2 separate regions of the Mus musculus genome follow, and region 2 is linked to region 1. Evidence: chromatin contacts called from public HiChIP or PLAC-seq data. All regions are on one chromosome and are shown on one strand. The core of a region is the stretch at or near the end of the contact, and the rest is flanking DNA. Distances in the headings are between cores, read along the strand shown. Region 1 has its middle 22 kb from the start of Gm4035. Region 2 holds the start of Dsp (desmoplakin).

Region 1 (5,480 bases), core at 1,370-3,869:
TCCTGGTTAGGTCTGAGTCATTAGGCGCAGCCCAGGCTTAAGGGGAGAGGATAACACAAAATCCGAAATTCCAGGAATTGGGGCTCACAGGACCATCTTTCAGGGAGTGATGTCACAGCTAGAGCCATGCCTCAACAAGGCAACTGCATCAGCACACAAGAACGTGACCTTTACTGTCACAGCCAAGGATGTCCTACAACCTGTAACAGGACATTGATTCTCCTTTAACCATGGCTTCCCAAGTGACTGTACATTAGAATATCCAGGGATCTAAAAAGAGCAAATGCCCAGGTCCTACCCAAGACCCTTGAACCAGGCAGGTGTGGGCCATTTGTTTGATTTTTCTGTTTCTTTTAAAATCTCCAGCCTGATTCTTTTGCACAGTTGGGGGTGAGATTAAAAAAAAAACCCAAATGATAAATAATTGTTGGGCCTGTGGTGATAGTCACTGAGGGAGAAGATGTAGGGCCTGGCAGCTTAGATTTCTGTGAGAGACCAGTTGGGAAAAGGAAAATAATCTAGGGAGATAAAGAGGAGGTGGGGGAGGGAAGGAGAGGGGGAGGGGAAGGCAGAGGGGAGAGGGAGCAGGAGAGGGGGAGGGGAGGAAAGGGGGCAGGGGAGGAGAGGGAAAGGGAGAGGGAGAGGGAGAGGGAGAGGGAGAGGGAGAGGGAGACGGAGAGGGAGAGGGAGAGGGAGAGGGAGAGGGAGAGGGAGAGGGAGAGGGAGAGGGAGAGGGAGAGGGAGAGGGAGAGGGAGAGGGAGAGGGAGAGGGAGAGGGAGAAGGAGAGGGAGAGGGAGAGGGAGAGATTGGCCTTAAGGAATCCTGGGATATTTGGGGGATAAGCAGATAAAGAGTGACAAGAGATGAGGAAGTTGTTACAATTGCCACCAAAACAAGGCCACCAGAGAGTTTCGATGCAACACTTGCAAGAGAGACAAGGAGGTAGGGATAATTGGGTCATGCTCCTCTTCCAGCACTTGTGATGCTGAAGCAGGAGGATTGCTGCCTTCATAGGCAACCTGAGCTAGAGAAGAAGCCCCAGGTCCTTGAGACCCCATATCACCACAAGCAAACAGTAACAATAAACTAGAAACTTATCTGGAGCCAGTCCGTGAAGGCCACACACTGTGTGTGACTCCAGCCACATGATGTTCTGAGAAAGGCAAAACCAAGGAGACAGGAAAGATCCACTATTGCCAGAGGCTTAGGGGAAGCGGGGGGAGGGGCGACTGCAGCTTAAAGGGGATGGGTATCTTTTTTTTTCTTTTAAGTTTTTATGCTGTGTGAGTGTGTGTGTTGTGTGTGCATGTCTGTGTGTTACTGCATGTTCCCACTTACATGCAGAGGCCAGGGGATCCTGTTGAGTACCCAGCTGTCTATCATTCTCTGCCTCATTCCTTTGAGTCAAGTCTCTCTGTACCTGGAGCTTGGCTGGTGTCCAGCAAGCCCCAGAAGTCCTGTCTTTGCTACCTCACCACACTGGGGCTCTAGGAGAGCGTGTGACTACACCCAGCTTTTTATGTAGGTGGTGGGGATTTGAACTCAGAGCCTCATGCTTACCTTGCAAGTATTCTTATCCCCTAAGCCCTGGTAGACTCGTAGCTTAATTCACTCTCTGTGAACCCATAAACGGAACAACACCAAGACAGAGCCCTGCTGTACACTATGGCCTTTGTGTGATCACAGTCTGTCGATGTATTTATCAGTTGTGACAAATCAACCACTCCTGTTAGGATGGCAATAATGGGGGGGTGCCTGAGGGTTGTGTGGAAAATCTCTGTGCGTGCCCCTTTTCAACTGTGTGTGAGCTCGAAACGGCTCTAAAAGAAATAAAGAATTTAAAGAGATCAAAAGTTGAAAAGGAAGTCTGTTGACTTTTCTAATCGTTAGCTATACCTGCTGGCTTCAAAGAAATATGAGCCAGAAACACAGAAGACTCAACAATAGAAACGGCCCTTATCCTTTATCCCATGGTCTATAGACATAGAAGCTCAGAGCTGGAGCCGGTCCTCTCGCTTTTTACCTCATCATTTCATTTCATAGATAAAGAAAATAGGGCACAGAGAAGTCCCTCGGGGAGAGGGGAAGAGTCGATGCTGGGATTAGAACTCAGCTCCTCCAGTGTGAGCCCTCGGTTCTGATCACAGGCCACATGTGCACAGAACATCTCTTTTTCCTAAAAACAAAACAAAACAAAAACAAAAACTCCTTTGTGGAAAAAATAGGTGCATGCATATTTAAATGTGATTGTGTGCCACCAGCAAGTAGGTCAGTGCTTAATTCTCTCTAAAAATCAGCAGGTCAGTGGGTTGAAAACGTTCACCAGAGTTTAACAAACTCAGCCTGAGCCACACCTACTTGGAGAAAGGAGAGACTTGAGAACAGCCATTAGTAGCCCCTGGCTGAAGTGGCTCTGTCCACAACAGTAAAGGGCTCCATTCTTCAGGCAAAACTAACCTTGACTTCCCCTCCCTACCCCTAGCCTGCCCAATCTGTATCTTGGCCACAGTTCTTACTCCCAGGAACTGGGTCTCTCCCATTCCTGTTGCTATGACCACGAGCCTCACCCAAAGCATACCAACGCTGCAGTGTGCACAGATCTTTGGCCAGAGGCCAGGCAGATGCAGAGCAGTTGGGGGTTGGGGTGAGGGAGTGTCCTTCTCTAAGAGCTGTTGGTCCAAGACTGGTAGGGGCCTCTTTCTCTCCTGTCAGCTTGGGTCTTTCAGGGCTGTCCACTTGGCTGCCCAGCTGTGAACGAGCAGTGGTTGCTAATTTCTCTCCCCTGCACCAACTACTCAGAGCCTCTATCCCAAAACTTAAACAAAGAGCTAAGCGAGGCTGTTCCCAGGGCTCCGGATGCTGGCTGTTTACCAAACACTGAAAACTACCAGTTGCCACCAGTTCCAAACCTCTAAGCTCTTAAGAGAGCATGAAGAATGTTGTCCCTAGAGTTCTAGGCCTATTCCCGATGCTCCGGCCTGTTCTTTTTCCACCGTCTCCATCCTGTGATCCAAAATGTCTCTCCCAGAACTCAAAGACAGGGGGAGCACAGATCACAAATCAGTGGAGAACAGAGAGCCAATCTTTCCTAAAACAAACAAAGAAAACCCTTCCCGGGTGTGCAGCACACCATGAAAGCATGGGTCATCCCTGGATCGTTTGTTTTGGTGCTTGAGCTCGCTACAACTACAGAGAAGGGGAGAGCATCAGGAGTGGCCCATGAACAGCAGCAACACTCTCAACTGACATTCCTCCCTCCCTCAGGATAGACAGTCTGTTCTGTTGGCCCCAGGATGCTCCTTGGAATCCTCCGTTATGAGAACGCATCCAGAGGGACCTTATGTGAGGCAGTGAGGATGGTGCCCATCACAGGGTGAAGTGGCTTTCCCTCTGCCCCTCCAATAAGGAGCATGCCAAGTGAGAATGGCAGAGTGCTTGCCTGTTGTGTCCTCGCATTCAGAGGAGGGAGGACACTGATCCTCTCTCTGCCTAAGGAGTCTTTGTTTCATGTTTGCTAATATGCTATTGAACTAAAAAATGATAATTAAATTAATATTTAGATTCAAAATGCTTTGGAAAGGAAAGTGTTTAGCTCTTCTTTAAAAGTAATATAAAATGAATACATAGAAATAATACAGAGGCTGGGCTTAGTGAACTACACCTATGATCTCACACCAGGGAAGCAGAGACTACAGAACACTAAAAGTTCAAAACCAGCCTGGTCCCTAGAGCCAGCCCAGGCCACCTGTATAGTGAGACCTTTTCTCTAAGAATAGGTGAAAATTAAAAGTAAGATACAGAGGAATACCCCTTTAAAGCAGATGTAAATATAACCATAAATAATAACCCTAAGGTCAACGAGCAACGTGCCAAGTGATCTGTGGCTTTAAATTATCACTTCTGTGCCTAAAAAAAACAAAGACCAAAAAAATAAAACAAACAAACAAACAAAAACAACAGTTGAAATAATTTCTTCATTCTATAATTTAGATTCAAATGTTTAAAAATTGGTTTAGTTTTGACACTGAATGATGGTTACTATATTTACCTCTAAAGCTGGCAAAATGTTTTTTTTTTAAAGCCTTGAAAATAAACTTTAATATTCAGATTACACAATAAGCCAAAGTCACCAACCAATTTCACCACCACCGACTTTTGCTCTTCTAAGAGCAACAGATACAGAGGCCGGGTCATCAGGCTGAAAACACGATTCAAAAGGACAGCAAGCACCCTGCTTCCCCCATGAAAGACATCGCTGGAACACGCCCTAGATGATGTGCCCCAGGGTCCTGGCAAGAGGTGCCACCAATTCCACACTTAGCCTAACAGTCTCATCCCATGGGCCCATGGCTCTCAGTTTTTACATCAGTCCAGTTTATTCAAAACGGACTCCTTGTTTTTAGGAGGAAGATTTACATAACTAGAAGCTGAGTCTTGGGTAAATCCCCAGCCTGGGATTTAAAAAGGCAGACCTGAAATTGTTTGGGAACCACTGTCACCCTCGTGAGACACAGGGTCCTTTGAAGGACAGCGGCAACTGAAGATGTCTGACACGGGTGAAGGTTGGCATCGTAATGTCGGGATGGTTTCTCTCTCCGAGGCACATTCATTATCTCTCCATCCCTGGCATTTGCAGGCACAGCACTGAGTCTCACCCATGTCCCCGAGGGACAGCTGCTCCAGGATCCACCCAGCAGCTGAGCGACAAGATGAATAGTATTTTCCACTTCGAGCAAAAAGAAAAACAGGCAGGGCTAAGGTTGCAAACAGTGGACCAAATAGAAGCCGAATAGGAAGAGGTTGGAAACATACTTAACAAAGACTGTGTCCCTAGGAGGACAGGCATGCAGGGGGGCTCAACCATTTTCCAAATAGAGTAACTCAAGTTCCATTTTGATTCTATGTGCAGCTGCTGACTTCTGGGTCTTCAGAAAAAAGAAAAAAAAATGCAAGACGATGCCTGGAATAGCAGACATGGATGGAGTTAAAGGGTATCCGCATGAAGGTGGCCATTCTTAGGAGCCAAGTTGCCCTAAAAGTCACTTCCCCTCTTTAAACTTGGCAGAACATTCTCAGGCTCCTATGGGACTTAAGGAAGGAAACACCAAACCCACTTCATTTGAAACCCTTCAAACTAAAGAATCTGCCCTTGTCCGTGGCCATGGCACCAAAGTCACTCAGTGTTGATTGTGTCCCTTCCCTCTGCCAGGTAAGCAGCCTCTGCAGTCTCGTGTTATTTGTTGAAGCTGGAATCTCAATGAAGCCCAAAGTACAAGTTCTTTGAAGGGCCAGGCCATCCTGCAGAGTAGTCAGGGGACAGCATCTACAACCAGCTTCCAGCCCTATCCTGTCCCCAACAAGGTGTACCCAGCACACGGAGTGGTCGCTGTCTCTCCCCTAGACCTGAATAAACCGTTCTTTCTGTACCCTTCAAACGGAAACCCTGTTGCAACTGGCAATGATTGTTTTCATCCTCAAT
Region 2 (5,774 bases), core at 1,708-4,207, 690 kb after region 1:
GAGATAATAAGGGCACCCATAGGACTCTGAGCCAGTGAATGGTTCCTGTTAACCTCATTGAAACCAAGGTGTTCTGTTTAGAGTTTTACATGTGCTCAGGATAAGGCCGAGGACTATCTCCTAGCTGCAAGGTCATTTCTAAGGTTAACCAGAGACAAGGTTGCCTGTCAGGAAACTGTCTCTGTCACTACATGGGAAGCTATCTACAAGTGGCAGGGGAAAAAATAGCTGACCTCCGTCAGCCCAGCAAGTGAAGACTTCCAGACGCTAAATCTGGTGCTTTTCAACCCCAGTTGTAAGCCAGGCAGTGGTGGTGCATACCTTTCCTTCCAGTACTGGGGGAGGGGGTGTGGTGTGGTGTGGTCTGTGGGGGTGGGGGTGAGGATGTGGGGGAGACAGGAGGTGTCAGTAGGATCTCTGAGATCAGCCTGGTCTACAGAGTGAGCTCCAGGACAGCCAGGGCTACACAGAGAAACCCTGTCTCGAAAACTCAAAACCAATGATCAAACTAACAACAAAACCCACAAATCTGGTTGTAAGAAACAGACCTTTCAGCCCTTTACTGGACCCTCATGGCTCTAAGAAAATCATAGCATACACTGTTGTGATCTCTTTCCAAATCCAGATTTTGATTTCCTTCAGGGCAAGGGCTGGCTGCATCTTACCCACCTTTGTGTGTCTAACATTGAGCCTGTGGGCTGGCCCTCGCTGATATCCAATATGACTCCTCATAGAATGCATGTTAACAAAGAGGAGATTTCTGACCTCGAGATAAAGACGGACACTTCGCATCTAGCCAAGAACTTTTGGTTCAGTAGTTGGCACCCTAAGCTTTGTATATATTTTCCATCTTTAAGAATGATTCCATGTGGTACTTCATCTCTGGTCCTTACTCTAGACGTTGGTAAGGCAGATATTCCATTTTCTGAGCTGAGCTCTAGCCTGAGTGAATTATAACATCATTATGATGATGGTCTTCCGATGTTCGTCCTTTAGCATGACCTGAAACAGCCTAGACAACTAATGTCATGTGTGTGTCTGGAGTCCACCTCCCTAGCATGTCAACCTACTTATTTCACCCTTTTATCTTCCTGGCTCGCCTTAGAGAAAGATAAATGAAATCACAGTCTTCCCAGACAGGCATGTTTGGTTAGTTTTAGAGCCACCAGTATTCTTGGGAAGGCCTGGAGGAGAGCGAGATGCAATGAGGTAGGTCAGGAAGCAAGGATGGCCATAAACCTACATCTGGTGGGCTGTGTTTTCCCATCTTCCCCTGCTTTGTAAATAGATTGACCAGCTGTGAGTCTGGGGAGGGGGGAGTACGGGCAGCCCAGCTACGGACTAACCAATGTGAGCACCCAGATGTGCTAGCTATCTCTGGTGGAGGAGAGCCTTTCTTGCTGTGAGGTGTTTCATAGAAGAATGGATTGTATTTAAGATGAATTTCCAGGTTGACTGTGCATCCTTTTCAGTATTGGAGAAAGGAGATCTCCAAATGGTTGAAACTGAGGTTCTACTATAGTATTTATGAGGACCGTGGCTGTGCGTTAGTCATCGTTGTCTTGCACAGTCTGATACAGGCCCTTCCATACAGTGTGTTATAGTTATCCACTGGACAAACAAGATGCATAAGAAGGAAAACATTCCGAATCAAATTCCGTGCATTATTTGCTGACGACCCAAACGTCTTCCGGATACTATGGGTTGTTTGTGTGGAGGCTGACTTGCGGATACGGATTCTATTTCTAAACAAAGCACTTTTGTCTACAAGCTCTTTGGCCAGGTGAGTTTGTTGTTAGAAACGAGAGGAAATTGATGGTAGTCGAACAGTGGCAGATATGGGTGGTTGAGCTAACCGTGGTAAACTGTTATCTCACTGTGCGTTTGACTCCTTGGATTTAAGTCGGTCTGCTCTGGGCAATCAGGAAGCAAACGTGCAAGCAAGATCTGTTGTCAAAAATTGTGTCCAAAACTTGGAAGTGTCATTGCAGAATTAGATAGGGCACATATTTAGAAAACCTCCTCTTCTCCTTTACAGCATACCAATGTAGTTTGGTATTTAGTTTTTGGGCTGCTTTAACCAGCTCATGAACATTTGAGAAATACATTGTACAAACAGGAAAGCTAACAGACATTATTCAGGGAGACAAGAAATATTTATTACCAAGATCTTTAAGTGGTGTTTACTAGAGAGCATTTAACGCCACCCCAAGTTATCTAAACAGCTTTTAATGGCTAGTGTACAGGGGTCTGTATCTAAAGTCAGTTTATGGAGACTACGGTGTAAATTGCACTCATCTGCTAACTGGGAGTGGCTTTGGAACCAATCGGTGGAATGTGTTACTCATCTGGAACGGTATCTGTTCAGGCTTCATGGGAGCAGAAAGGGACCCAAGTTGGGGCTCAGGAGTCTACAGGGGACAAACGTGCTCATGATTCTTTTAGAGAAATGGAAAACCACGTCTTGTTTCTGTTTCAGGCAAAGTCCTGCTATGAAGCCCAGTCTAGCCTTGAACTAAGTCCCTCATGACAAAATATTTCTGGAGAAGCCCTTTTCGGGATTCTCTGTTAAATTATCTTTTACACAACAGAAATCGAACTCTTGGGGCTATTTAAATAGAAGCTGGCATGGTTTCCTGGGATAAGCAAAAAGTCAACATTTCACTAGAGTCGTCCCATGGAGTGACCCTCCCAAGCCACTTTATTTCCGCCTCTTGGGGGAGTAGGAAATCCTCCAAAGGTGTGCCACTGTGGCTCCTAGAGCCTGAAGCAAGTCCCGCGGGGTCGCAGCCCTCCGACGGGGATCCAGTCGCCAGGTCCCCGCCCCTCGCCTCTGCTCAGGCTTCGGTGGCGCAGGGCGGAGCCGCAGGTTGGGGAGGGCGGCCCCAGGCGTCGGTGACACGCGGGGGGGAGGGCGGGGGAGGCGAGGCAGCCGCACCTCGCCCTGGGAAGAAGCCGACCAGGTGTGGCCTGGGCGCCGGGTGCCAGCGGGGAGGAGACTCGCACCGCCTCGACCAACACCAACACCCAGGCGCGACCCAGCTCCTCTGAGCCCTCGCTGCCCTCCGAGCCACAGCTCCACTCCGGTTCCCGCGCCTAGCCAGTCGCCGTCCCCGTCTCCGCCCTGCTGGAGCGCTGAGCCCTCGCCAGTCCTCCGCGTTCCGCGCTCCTCTCCCGGAGTCCCTCGCGTGCTCCGAGGCGACGCCTCGCGTATGCCGCGGCGCTGAGCGGCTCTCTTGAGTGACCGCAGACATGAGCTGCAACGGCGGCTCCCACCCGCGGATCAACACGCTGGGTCGCATGACCCGCGCGGAGTCCGGCCCGGACCTGCGCTACGAGATGACCTACAGCGGTGGCGGCGGCGGGGGCGGCGGGGGCGGCGGCGGGGGCACCAGCAGGACGTTCTACTCCCACTCCCGGCGCTGCACCGTCAACGACCAGAACTCCGACGGCTACTGGTGGGTATCAGCCCGCCGCCACCTAGCTCAGTCCCAAATCTTGGGTCAGGTAGTGGCCCGCCTCCTGGGCCAACCAGGAAACCCAGGTCTAGGCCGAGGAAAGTGCTTTGCCCCGGGTCACGGAAGCGCAGGAACGGGTGTCCCTACGCCCAGCGCTAGCCAGTGAGAACAGGGAGCTTGGGTGTGTGCTGGGACCCAGGCGACAGTCCTACCGTGAGCCTACGCAGGGTCCCACGGTCCTCACCTCTCTTCTATCCTAGAAGCGGCTCTTTTCCACCTCCACTGTGTAGGGGAGCAATGGACGGCAGGGACGCAGGTCTCTCCTTGGTCGTACCCTCTTCCTCCCCACCCCCGGTTGTCCCTTGCAAAGTGGACCCAGCTGTGATTGCCTTTGTTCCAGACCGCAGGTGGGAGGTCGGGCTAGGCGGAGCTGCGGCCCCAAAACCCAGCTTTCAAACTAACGAAAAATAAAACTTGTGAAGGGGTGGAGTTCCCTTTGCTGCCCGGTGGCCTCGGAGGGACTCAGGACTTGCAACTCATGGTCACCCCAGGGCGACGGCGGCGGAGGCCCTTAGGTTATTGGCCACCCGAGGGTATCTGCATGGAAGTTACACCCTCCACGGAGCCTGAAAGTCCCCTGTCACGCAAATGGGTTCCTTTGTAGGGATAGCCTCTGGGCACGGGCTGCAAACTTGGTCTGTTCCGCTCGCTCCCCTTTCCCCACTCTGGCCACTTGGTCACCGGGATCGCACCGGAGGCTCCGCACCTTTAAAAAAAAATCAGCCTAGTCTCCTGGAGACTTTGTAATAATTGTGGCTCTGGGCTCAGTATTAGTCATCTCTTTGATCTGTATAAAATGGGCTCCAGCTCTGGCTGAGAGGGTGACCCTGGAGAAAGCACTGTGGCGCCCAGGATTAGGAGCTGCCGAGGAACCCACGGCACAAAGGGCTGGGTCCTCTTCCCGGGATAGTCGGGTAAATACAGCGAGGGAGTCACTGGTGGGTGGGAGAAGGTAATGAGCATCCTTTCACACGGTCCCCACAGCTGCTTTCTGCAAGCCCACGTGAGCCGTGAGACTTTTGCGACCCGCCCCTTCCCAGCCCTACCTCGGTCGCGCCTCTGGAGGCGGCCGCCCCACTACCTTAATACTTCGCAGCGCAGTGGCCGCAGGCGGAGGAGGAGAAACCTAATGGCTCCGATGGCGTTTTGTTTTGCAAGCAGTTTTAGAGATCCGACAGTCCTTCCAGTTGCAACTCGTTTTCTGTTTAAATTTATTTATTTCTCAGGCAGCAGGATACCTTTTCTCATTAGAGATCTTTGTTTTCTTAACAAATTGTGTCCCAGGATTTTGAGGAACGATTGTTTCCGGCAACACCAAGTTTAAAAACTTGGTTTTAAAGTATATTTTAAAGTTTGGCGAGCCACCAAAATCTCAAATGTACTTTTGTGTCTTAGCCTTCCCGGAATTCAGTAGCCTATTCTTTTCAATGTGTGGATTACATAATTAAAGTCTGGATCAGAATATGGAAGAATTCTTTAGCAGTTCTTTTCAACACTTTATGAACCAAGTTATTGTTATTATTAATCTTACTATTTAGTCTGATTCTACTAGCCTAGGTTTCTTAGCATTTGTTATTTTTGCTTTACTGGGAATCAGACCCAAGGCCTCACACGCAGTAGGCAAGTATTCTACTCCTGACCTACACCCTCAGCCCTCTTACAGTGACAGCTATCAGTGCCTAGTAATTGGTTAATTTACTTCCTTAGTTTCTTATCATCTTATAGAGAAGCAATATTTTTAATTTATTCATTAATATGGGAGCTGTGTAAAGATAAATGTCTTATTAGGGTTCTTCCCTAAAACACTTAATTTGGAGAAAAACGATATTTTTTGTCCTTCAATATTTCTGCGTCCCCCCTCCCCCAACCTGTCAAGCTCTATATGATCCGGAAGGCAAAACAGACAGAAGTGGAAAATTACCTCACTTTGAGAAAGGATTCCCCCCCCCCCCCCGCCCCCCAGGATTGACATTAGTCAGTGGCCCTGCAGGGTGTCAGAGGTGGCCAGTGACTCAGAGGCTATCATTCTCTTGAGACCCAGGTGATAGAGTCCTCCCACTCTCCTGCCTCCCCCCCTCCCCCAGCCCGTTGGACCTGTCCTAGTGCTCAATAGAAAATAGCCCATGAATGCTGAGTTCTGCATTTTCAGTTCATAGAGACTAAGCAGAGAGTCAGGCCCTGTACCCGGACCTGTTTTTCTGGTAACATTTTAGTTTTGTGTGAAGGGAGCTGTTTGCTCATCACTTATGTTTTGCA

The links. HiChIP or PLAC-seq counts read pairs in DNA pulled down with a chosen protein or histone mark.
Region 2: a contact with region 1 is called in a FOXA1 HiChIP or PLAC-seq map of pancreatic cancer cells. The contact joins the promoter of Dsp here to the enhancer-like site in region 1. A contact is called at or near these places in 3 of 39 promoter capture datasets (cranial neural crest, hippocampal neurons and liver), 3 of 484 Hi-C or Micro-C datasets (cardiomyocytes and embryonic stem cells), 5 of 115 datasets of contacts at active chromatin or transcription factors (cardiomyocytes, embryonic stem cells, extraembryonic endoderm stem cells and 1 more) and 1 of 9 other capture datasets (embryonic stem cells).

What each region holds. Positions count from the first base shown.
Region 1 is chr13:37,454,587-37,460,066 of GRCm38.p6, forward strand. No RefSeq gene overlaps it. Among named protein-coding and RNA genes, the nearest start is that of Gm4035, 22 kb to the left of the region's middle. Within about 2 kb of position 2,620, at least 104 of the 459 cell types and tissues checked have an H3K27ac peak or open chromatin away from gene starts, as enhancers often do. A contact at or near this core is called in embryonic stem cells, extraembryonic endoderm stem cells, liver and 1 more, where this site is marked.
Region 2 is chr13:38,148,337-38,154,110 of GRCm38.p6, forward strand. It overlaps Dsp (desmoplakin), which reads left to right and starts at 2,958. Exons shown (of 24, transcript NM_023842.2): 1 at 2,958-3,458. The coding sequence starts at 3,253.